Regions from separate parts of the Sus scrofa genome. Here region 2 is linked to region 1. Evidence: chromatin contacts called from public promoter capture Hi-C data. All regions are on one chromosome and are shown on one strand. The core of a region is the stretch at or near the end of the contact, and the rest is flanking DNA. Distances in the headings are between cores, read along the strand shown.

Region 1 (3,866 bases), core at 676-3,175:
ACCCGGCGAGATGCCACTGGGAAGGGGCTGGAGTGTCCCCAGGACCCCGTGGCTCCTCAAGCCCCCGAACACATCGCTGTGGGGGACCACCTCAAGCAGGCCAGCCTCTGGGTACAGCGAGGAGTCGTCTTTCTGCATCTGCCCTACTGCGAGGCCTTCGTTAAGTGGGGGACCTTCACAAATCATAGACTAGAAAAGGCCTCGGTGTCTGCAAGGGCCCAGCTAGAGCTTCTCAGCGGCCCCGTCCACACCCTCCCCCCAAATTCTGTCCACCCAGGAGCTTGGCCGACTGCGCGGGTGCCCCATTGTTTGAGGACTGAGCCTTCAGACCCGGCTCCACCCGGCCAGGCAGGGGTCAAGGGAGAGCGTTTAAGGTCACAGAGTGACACCCAGGCCTCCCCTGGTCCCTCCACCCCCTGGGCTTACTCCAGAGCAGTAACTGTGTCTGAGCGAGGCAGGAGGGCACGTTCTGCAAAAGGGGGGCCTCAGATTGTCTTTTTCTGGTTTAAGTGAGACTTTTTTAGTTTGTTTCTTAAAAAAATGGGGAGTCCAGCTCTGCCGGCTCTGAGCACGGTGCCCCTCCCAGAAGCCCCCTCTGAGCAGAACACAGTGCCCGGGCCATGCCCCATCTGGGGCTGCAGCCCCCAGGCCCCGAGGACTGGCCTGCCGTGCCCCTGGGAAGCCAGCTCGGCCTGATGTAGAAGGAGCCTGAATTCCACTTTCAGCTCATCCCTGGCCTGCACTTTGCTCCGATCGATCGAATCATGGGGGTGGTGTGTGCACAGCCTTGCCCACTCGCCCGCTACCCCCGCCCCCAGGCACAGTGGGCCTCCGCCCACCACGCAGGCACCAGCTCCCAGCTCCCCTCTCTGAGCTGGGGTGCAGCACCGAGACCCACTGGGCCCGGCCAGCCAGACGAGCCCTCGGCCGCCCTCTGCACCAGCCCCTGGGCTCGCCCCCATTCCACGTCCAGAGAGTTAAAAATACTGCACCAATTGAGACACCATAAAGCGGCAGAATGTCCAAGTTTTCCTAAGGTGCTCAAGGCACCACCTTCCCAGGTCCCGCCAGTTGCGGCCACTGGGATTTTCAGGAGGAGGCACAGACTCTCTTTCTTTCAAATGCAGGGAAGCCCGGCCTGCAAGAGAAAGTCTCTGGGAAAACATTTAAATAAAACCTGGGCGGCTGGGCCCCTCGAACCTTAGAGAGAGACGATTTGTTTGAGGATGGGAGCTTGGGGGGCGGGGGCTGGCGGGGGTTCTAGATTGTCCTTTAAAAACTTAAGTTGATTTTAACTGAAGCACCTACCATTCTGGAGAAAGTGAAGGGGGAACGGGAGGCGCGCGCAGGCCGGGCTGGCTGACGTTATCCGAAGGAACACCCCCCCCTCCCTCTCACCTTTGTCTTAGCAAAGATGTGTTGGTTTTTTTTTTCTTTTAGCTAGAAGCCTTCAGGTGAAAATAAAGCAACAGCAGCCACAGGAAAAAAAAATTAGTCTTTTTTAGGGTTAAACATCAGAAGACAAGCTTGTCCTGCTTTGGCCAATCAGATACGTTCCTGGCAGCTATAATATAGTACTGAAGGCAGCCCCGCTCACAAGCTCTCAGGCTTGCTACCATTTAAAATCAGACTCTTTTTGTCTTTTGATTGCTGTCTTGCGCCCCAACTCCGATGTGTTCCGTTATCAGCGGCCAGCAGCCTGCCGTGCCAGCCCCCGTCTGGGTGGGGATCCGTGGCGAGTCCCCCGCAGCGGCGGCGGGCAAGGTTATATAGGAAGAGAAAGATCGAGGCAGAGAGCGAGGGCGCCCGCAGCCAGCCGGAGCGAGGCAGGGAGAGCCCACAGGCGCCCACACTCGCGCACCCGCCCGCTCGCGCACCCAGACCTGCTCGGGCCAGCCTTGAGGTCCCCGGGTTCCATGGACGAGATGCTGCTGCTGGCGAGATGCCTGCTGGTGATGCTCATCTCCTCCCTGCTCCTGTGCTCGGGGCTGGCGTGCGGACCCGGCAGGGGGTTCGGGAAGAGGCGGCACCCCAAAAAACTGACCCCTTTAGCCTACAAGCAGTTTATCCCCAACGTGGCGGAGAAGACCCTAGGGGCCAGCGGAAGATACGAAGGGAAGATTACACGAAACTCAGAGCGATTTAAGGAACTCACCCCCAATTACAACCCCGACATCATATTTAAGGATGAAGAAAACACTGGAGCCGACCGGCTGATGACTCAGGTAGAAACCCAGCGCGGGGCGTGGAATGTGCTGCTTTCCAGGGGTTACGTGTAGCCGTGCAGTTCGGTCTGTTTGCTCTGCAGGCAGGTAGAGAGGCGATTTTGCCCTCTCCTTCCCCACCCACCTGCCTGCCTCAACCATCCCTTCCTCTTCCTGGAGGGGAATGGAGGTGAAGGGTCCAGCTGGAGAAGTTTAGGGTGGGGGTGGGGGTGAGGGCGGTAGGAGATGTGGTCCACAGATGGCCCTGGTGTGATCTGTCCTGCCTGCCTGGTGGCCTTCCCATCCTGCCTCGGCTCTGGCTTGTAACTCGGGGAGACCGTCACGTTGGGGGCACCTGTCCTTTGCAAGTTGGGAGTGGACATGGAGGGACGGGGGTAAGAACCCCTCCAGGAACCTAAAGTGGTGTCTAGGTCATCGGGCTAGTGTCACCTCCCAGCTCCCACATTTCCCTTGGCCTCTGTGCTTTTCTCTCCCACCTCTTCTTCCCCCCCCCCCGCACCCCCCAAAGCCGCCCCAAAGACCCTCAAGTGAAAAAGCCAGGAGGCAGTTCTGACAAAAGGTGGGGGCTCCGGTGGTGGCTGGGCTGGTCCCTGACCGGCTCACTCAGCTCCACTGCGAATCCATCGCTGGCAGTGGTGCCCATCAGAGTGTGAACGTATCGATATTTCTTTAAGGATGCCCTCTCATTCTCCCGAGCCAGCGGTACAGGGGGGAGGGACTTAGAACTTGCTGGCATTGCATCACGCTAGTTTTCAACCTGCTTCCATAGGAATTAGGAGCGACTAGATATTAGCGGGAGGGGGGCTGGAAAGACGAACCAAAGCAAAACACGCATTTCTCTCTCCCTCCCCACCTCCGCTGGAGACTTCTGGCTGCCAATCTCCGCGCCAGTGGTAGACTTTCTGAAACTCCATGCACGTAGAACTGAAGCTAGAAATGGATTTCCTGGCAAATATAGGTCAACAGCCTTTTTATTGCCCTATTAAAATATTCGAGTCCTACCTTTAGGGCTAGGAGCGCACCGCCGCTGACGGCGCGGCGCTGGTGGGGCGCAAGTGCAAGGGAGGCTGGGAGGGAGAGTGGAGCCACCACCGGGCCGCTCCACTGCCCAGCCCGGTTCTCGGCCTTGCTGGGGAGCCGAGGAAGGAGAGGAGGGGCAGGCCCGGCAGCCGGCTCCAGGTGACGGACGGGGCGGGAGAGAGCGCGGAGGGAAGGGTCCCTACCCCTCGCTCTCGCATCTGCTGCCGACCACCTTAAATCTGGACCGCGAGGGTGGACGCGCGCGCCTGTGCCCGAGAGCAGCGCCAGCCGCAATTAACTCTGCGCAGGCCGCGGGGCGCCCGGTGCGCACGGCCGGCTGCCGCAGCTCTCCAGCTCGCGCGGGGCTCCGAGCCCCTGGTCACCTTCGCTCCCCGAGGGAGGGAAGGGGTCTTCCCAGGATCCCTCGGAACCGGGGAGAGGGCTGCGAGGCGAGAGGAAGCGGCGGGGGCGGGGACGCTGGCGGTCCGCGTGCCGCCAGAGGGCTCAGCGTCCGCCACCCTACGCGCCGGGCCCACGCGGGAGCCGGGTCCCGGCTCGTGCCCTGCCGGGGGGCCCCGGACCTCGTCGCCCCGCCGCCAAGTGCGAGCGCACGTAGCCGCG
Region 2 (3,378 bases), core at 174-2,673, 130 kb after region 1:
AAAAATCACAAAGGATCAAGCCTACCTAACCCCCTAAAATAGCAATTCCCAAACTTTCTGGACTCAGATTTACTGAGGCCGCCAAAAAGCTTCTGTTTCTGTGGACTGCATTCACTGACATTTGCTTCCTTCGAAAGTAAAAATGAGAAACATGAAAACATAAGAACACATTCCCTCACCCGTCTACACGACAAAGCGTTCACGTGTCACACAGCCTCGGGAAAACTCCTCGATGCTCAGAGGGGTGAAACATGCAAATAACCTTAGCATTAATGAAACCAGTCCTGACCCAGGAGTTTCCAGACTATACTGTGACAAGGATACAAAACCACGACTTTGACCGCCAGAAAGCAACCAACTAAGAAAAGAACACATCTTTTCAAACTTTAACTGGAAAGCTTCAGCTCTAACACGCAAAAGTCATCTGACCAAAAAATAAATAAATAAATAAAAAGTCTACACCAAATCGTACTGCCAGGAGCGACATTGCTGCGTTTGGTCTCATTTTGCCAAAGCAGCGTCTCAAAGTCCTAGGCAGGACTATGGCAACGTGCTCATAAGCAAGCATCACTAAAAAAAAAAAAAAAATACACAAAAGGATGGTTACACGTCTCAATAACGAAAACAACCTCAAATGCTGTCGCGGTTCATACTTTCATCATCTAAGGGGCTCCTTCATCAAAGTTTTCGAACAGTCATACAAGTCACTTTCAAGTGGGTTTTTTTTCCCATTATTAAAAAAAAAAAAAAAAAAAAAAGCCCTCCATCCACAAAATGGGGTTCCAACCAAAAAGTGATTTTACCTGAAATGTGTTTTCACTAAGTACCCTCTCGAACTCATCTACGCTTGGACAACGAAGGAAACACCCAAAGGCACTGCACCGGTATCTAAACCTCTTCGGTCCGGTTCCCACGTCTGCAAGGTGCTGATAACCCAGCACTAGTGGGCTCGTACCCCACGACTGAGGAGCTCCCAGAGCACGAGAGCAGCTCGCGGAGACCGCTCTCTCAGAACCCGTCCTCGGTCTGGCCCGGTTGCGGCACCGGCCTGGAAACCTCCCGGAACCGTCGGGACCACCCTCCCGGGGCCACAGCTGCCCCCCACCCAGGCCGGCGCCCCGCCTCCGGTGGGCCTGGCGCTTGGCGACGCCAGGGCGGCGGGCACGCCGAGGCCCGACCCCCGCCCGCCTCTCAGGGGACCAGACCCCCGACGGCCAGGAGCGGCCCCCGGAACCCCCACCGCCACAGCCGCCTCCCGCGCGGCGCCGCCTCCCTTACCTCCGGCGCCGGCTCCTCCGCCCGCTCCCAGGGCGGTCGCCATGGTGTGCACTGGGCCCGGCCTTCAGCCTCGCCCCACCAAGCCAGCCGGGGCCCGGGGACGCGCAGGGAGGACGGGGGGCGGCGGGCCGGGGCGGCGGGCCGGGCCGGGGGCGCGGGGGGCGGCGCGGCCGGCGGGTCGCGGGCCCCTCCGGCCTGCTCCTCCGCAGGAAGAAAACAACAAACTATCGCAACATGGCCGCCGGCTCGGCCCGCCGCCGAGGTGCACGCCGGGATGATGGCGGCCGGGAGGCACCGGCGCGGGGCCTCCCCTGCAGGCCGCGGCGGCTCCGAGCCGCCTCCGAGGGACGCAGGCCGAGGGCGGAAGGCAAACACACCAGCGGCCGCCTCGTTCCGCTCCAGAAACCCCAATGTTTGAAGGGGGCGGGGGCGGCGGCCCGCCGTAGTTCGGCCCCGGGCTCTGTCGTGAGTCGCTTTGCAGCAGTTGGCGCCGAGCTTTACGGCCGGCGGAGGTCCCGTTGGAAGAGTGAGGGAGGAGATCCCGCGCCCGGTAATGGGGCCGGAGCTTGCTTTCTGTGTCTGGACTGTGCGGCGCGCGGCGGGGGGCGGAGTAAACTGCGCTGCGGGCTGACAGCGGGGACGAGCACGCCGTGGGGGTGGTGCCGGGCATGCGCACTGGGGGGTCTGCGGCGGAGGCAGGTGCGCTGAGCGGGTGCGGCCGGAACGGCCGCCGTAGCGACATGTGCGCGAGAGGTAGCGTTTGAGCCGCAAGACTTGTCCACAGCGGGATGCTAACAAGTGACCTTAAGGGAAGGGTCCTGGGAGATAAGAGTTGTAGAAGGCTGAGGGATGCTTGGGATCAGGCATCCGAAGGCGACTTCTGACTTGTTGGCAGTTGGGGACGGGGAAGACCGGTGCGGATGTAATGAGGCCTTTAAGAACACGCAAGCTGCAAAGGTTGCTTCAGTAACAATGAATGTAGGGCTTATGGGGAAAGGAAAGGGTGGAAAGAGAAGGCTGAGCAAAGACCTTGGCTCGGAGGTGTCAAAGGACTTCTTAGGATTCCAGAATTGCAAGTGGCACAGGGGAGCGCTGCACTGTTAGTGGAAAAGAATAATTTCAGGTGGAAAAGCCTCTGAAACACCTTAACTGAAGGAAGTAAAAATTTTCAGGAATGGGGTAAATCTGAATTGTGTGCCACCGGAAAGGATGCAGTAAGAAGAAACAGCATCGCTTCTGTGATAAAATCCTGTCACAGATACCTCACTGAGTCTAATCTCGAAAAAGTAAGGACCAAAAAAATGGGGGACATACCACAAAACAGTTGGCCTTTAATCTTCGAGTGTCAAAATTATGAAAGCCAAACCAGAGGACGTGTTTCAGACTGAAGAAGAAAAGGCATGACCGGAGTTCCTGTCGTGGGACATCGAAAAGGAAACTGACTAGGAACCATGAGGTTTTGGGTTCGATCCCTGGCCGGATTAAGGATCTGGTGTTGCCATGAGCTGTGGTGTAGGTCGCAGATGCAGCTCGGATCTGGCGTTGCTGTGGCTCTGGCGTAGGCTAGCAGCTACAGCTCCAATTAGACCCCTAGCCTGGGAACCTCCCTATGCTGTGGGTGCAGCCCTAAAAAGACAAAAAAAAAAAAAAAAAAGACATGACCACTGAATCCAATACATGATTCTGAACTGGATCCTTTCACTGTAATGAATGTTATTGAAACAACTTGCAAAAATCCAGAGTCTGAAGATAAGATGGGAGTAATACAGCAAAATTAACTTCCTTATTTTGATGATTGTAAGTGGTATGTCTTTGTAGAGAGTGCAGACTAAACTGTTACCACTCTCATACCACTTTCCCATGCCAGGCCAATAAACGGAGAGACAAGTCGTTGTATTCACCAAGCCAGCAGACCAAGAAGATCACGTCACAAAGAACCGCCTTCTTTTATACTAAAAGAGGAACGGTTGTGGTTGCTTGTTGCAAACTTCTTGGTACCAGAATCCTTTGTTCTTGAAGCTGTCCCCTGGGTCTGGTCACAGTCTTCCTATAAATCTCCACCAAGACAAACGCTACTCTCTATTCTGCAGCTTTTTTTTC

Evidence for each region. Promoter capture Hi-C pulls out the DNA fragments that hold promoters and counts their contacts.
Region 2: a contact with region 1 is called in a promoter capture Hi-C map of liver, with 3 times the contacts expected there. The contact joins the promoter of RBM33 here to the promoter of SHH in region 1. A contact is called at or near these places in 1 of 5 promoter capture datasets (liver) and 1 of 47 Hi-C or Micro-C datasets (liver).

Annotation. Positions count from the first base shown.
Region 1 is chr18:2,544,277-2,548,142 of Sscrofa11.1, forward strand. It overlaps SHH (sonic hedgehog), which reads left to right and starts at 1,926. Exons shown (of 4, transcript NM_001244513.1): 1 at 1,926-2,225. The coding sequence starts at 1,926.
Region 2 is chr18:2,674,781-2,678,158 of Sscrofa11.1, forward strand. It overlaps RBM33 (RNA-binding protein 33), which reads right to left and starts at 1,424. Exons shown (of 20, transcript XM_021079037.1): 1 at 1,279-1,424. The coding sequence starts at 1,321.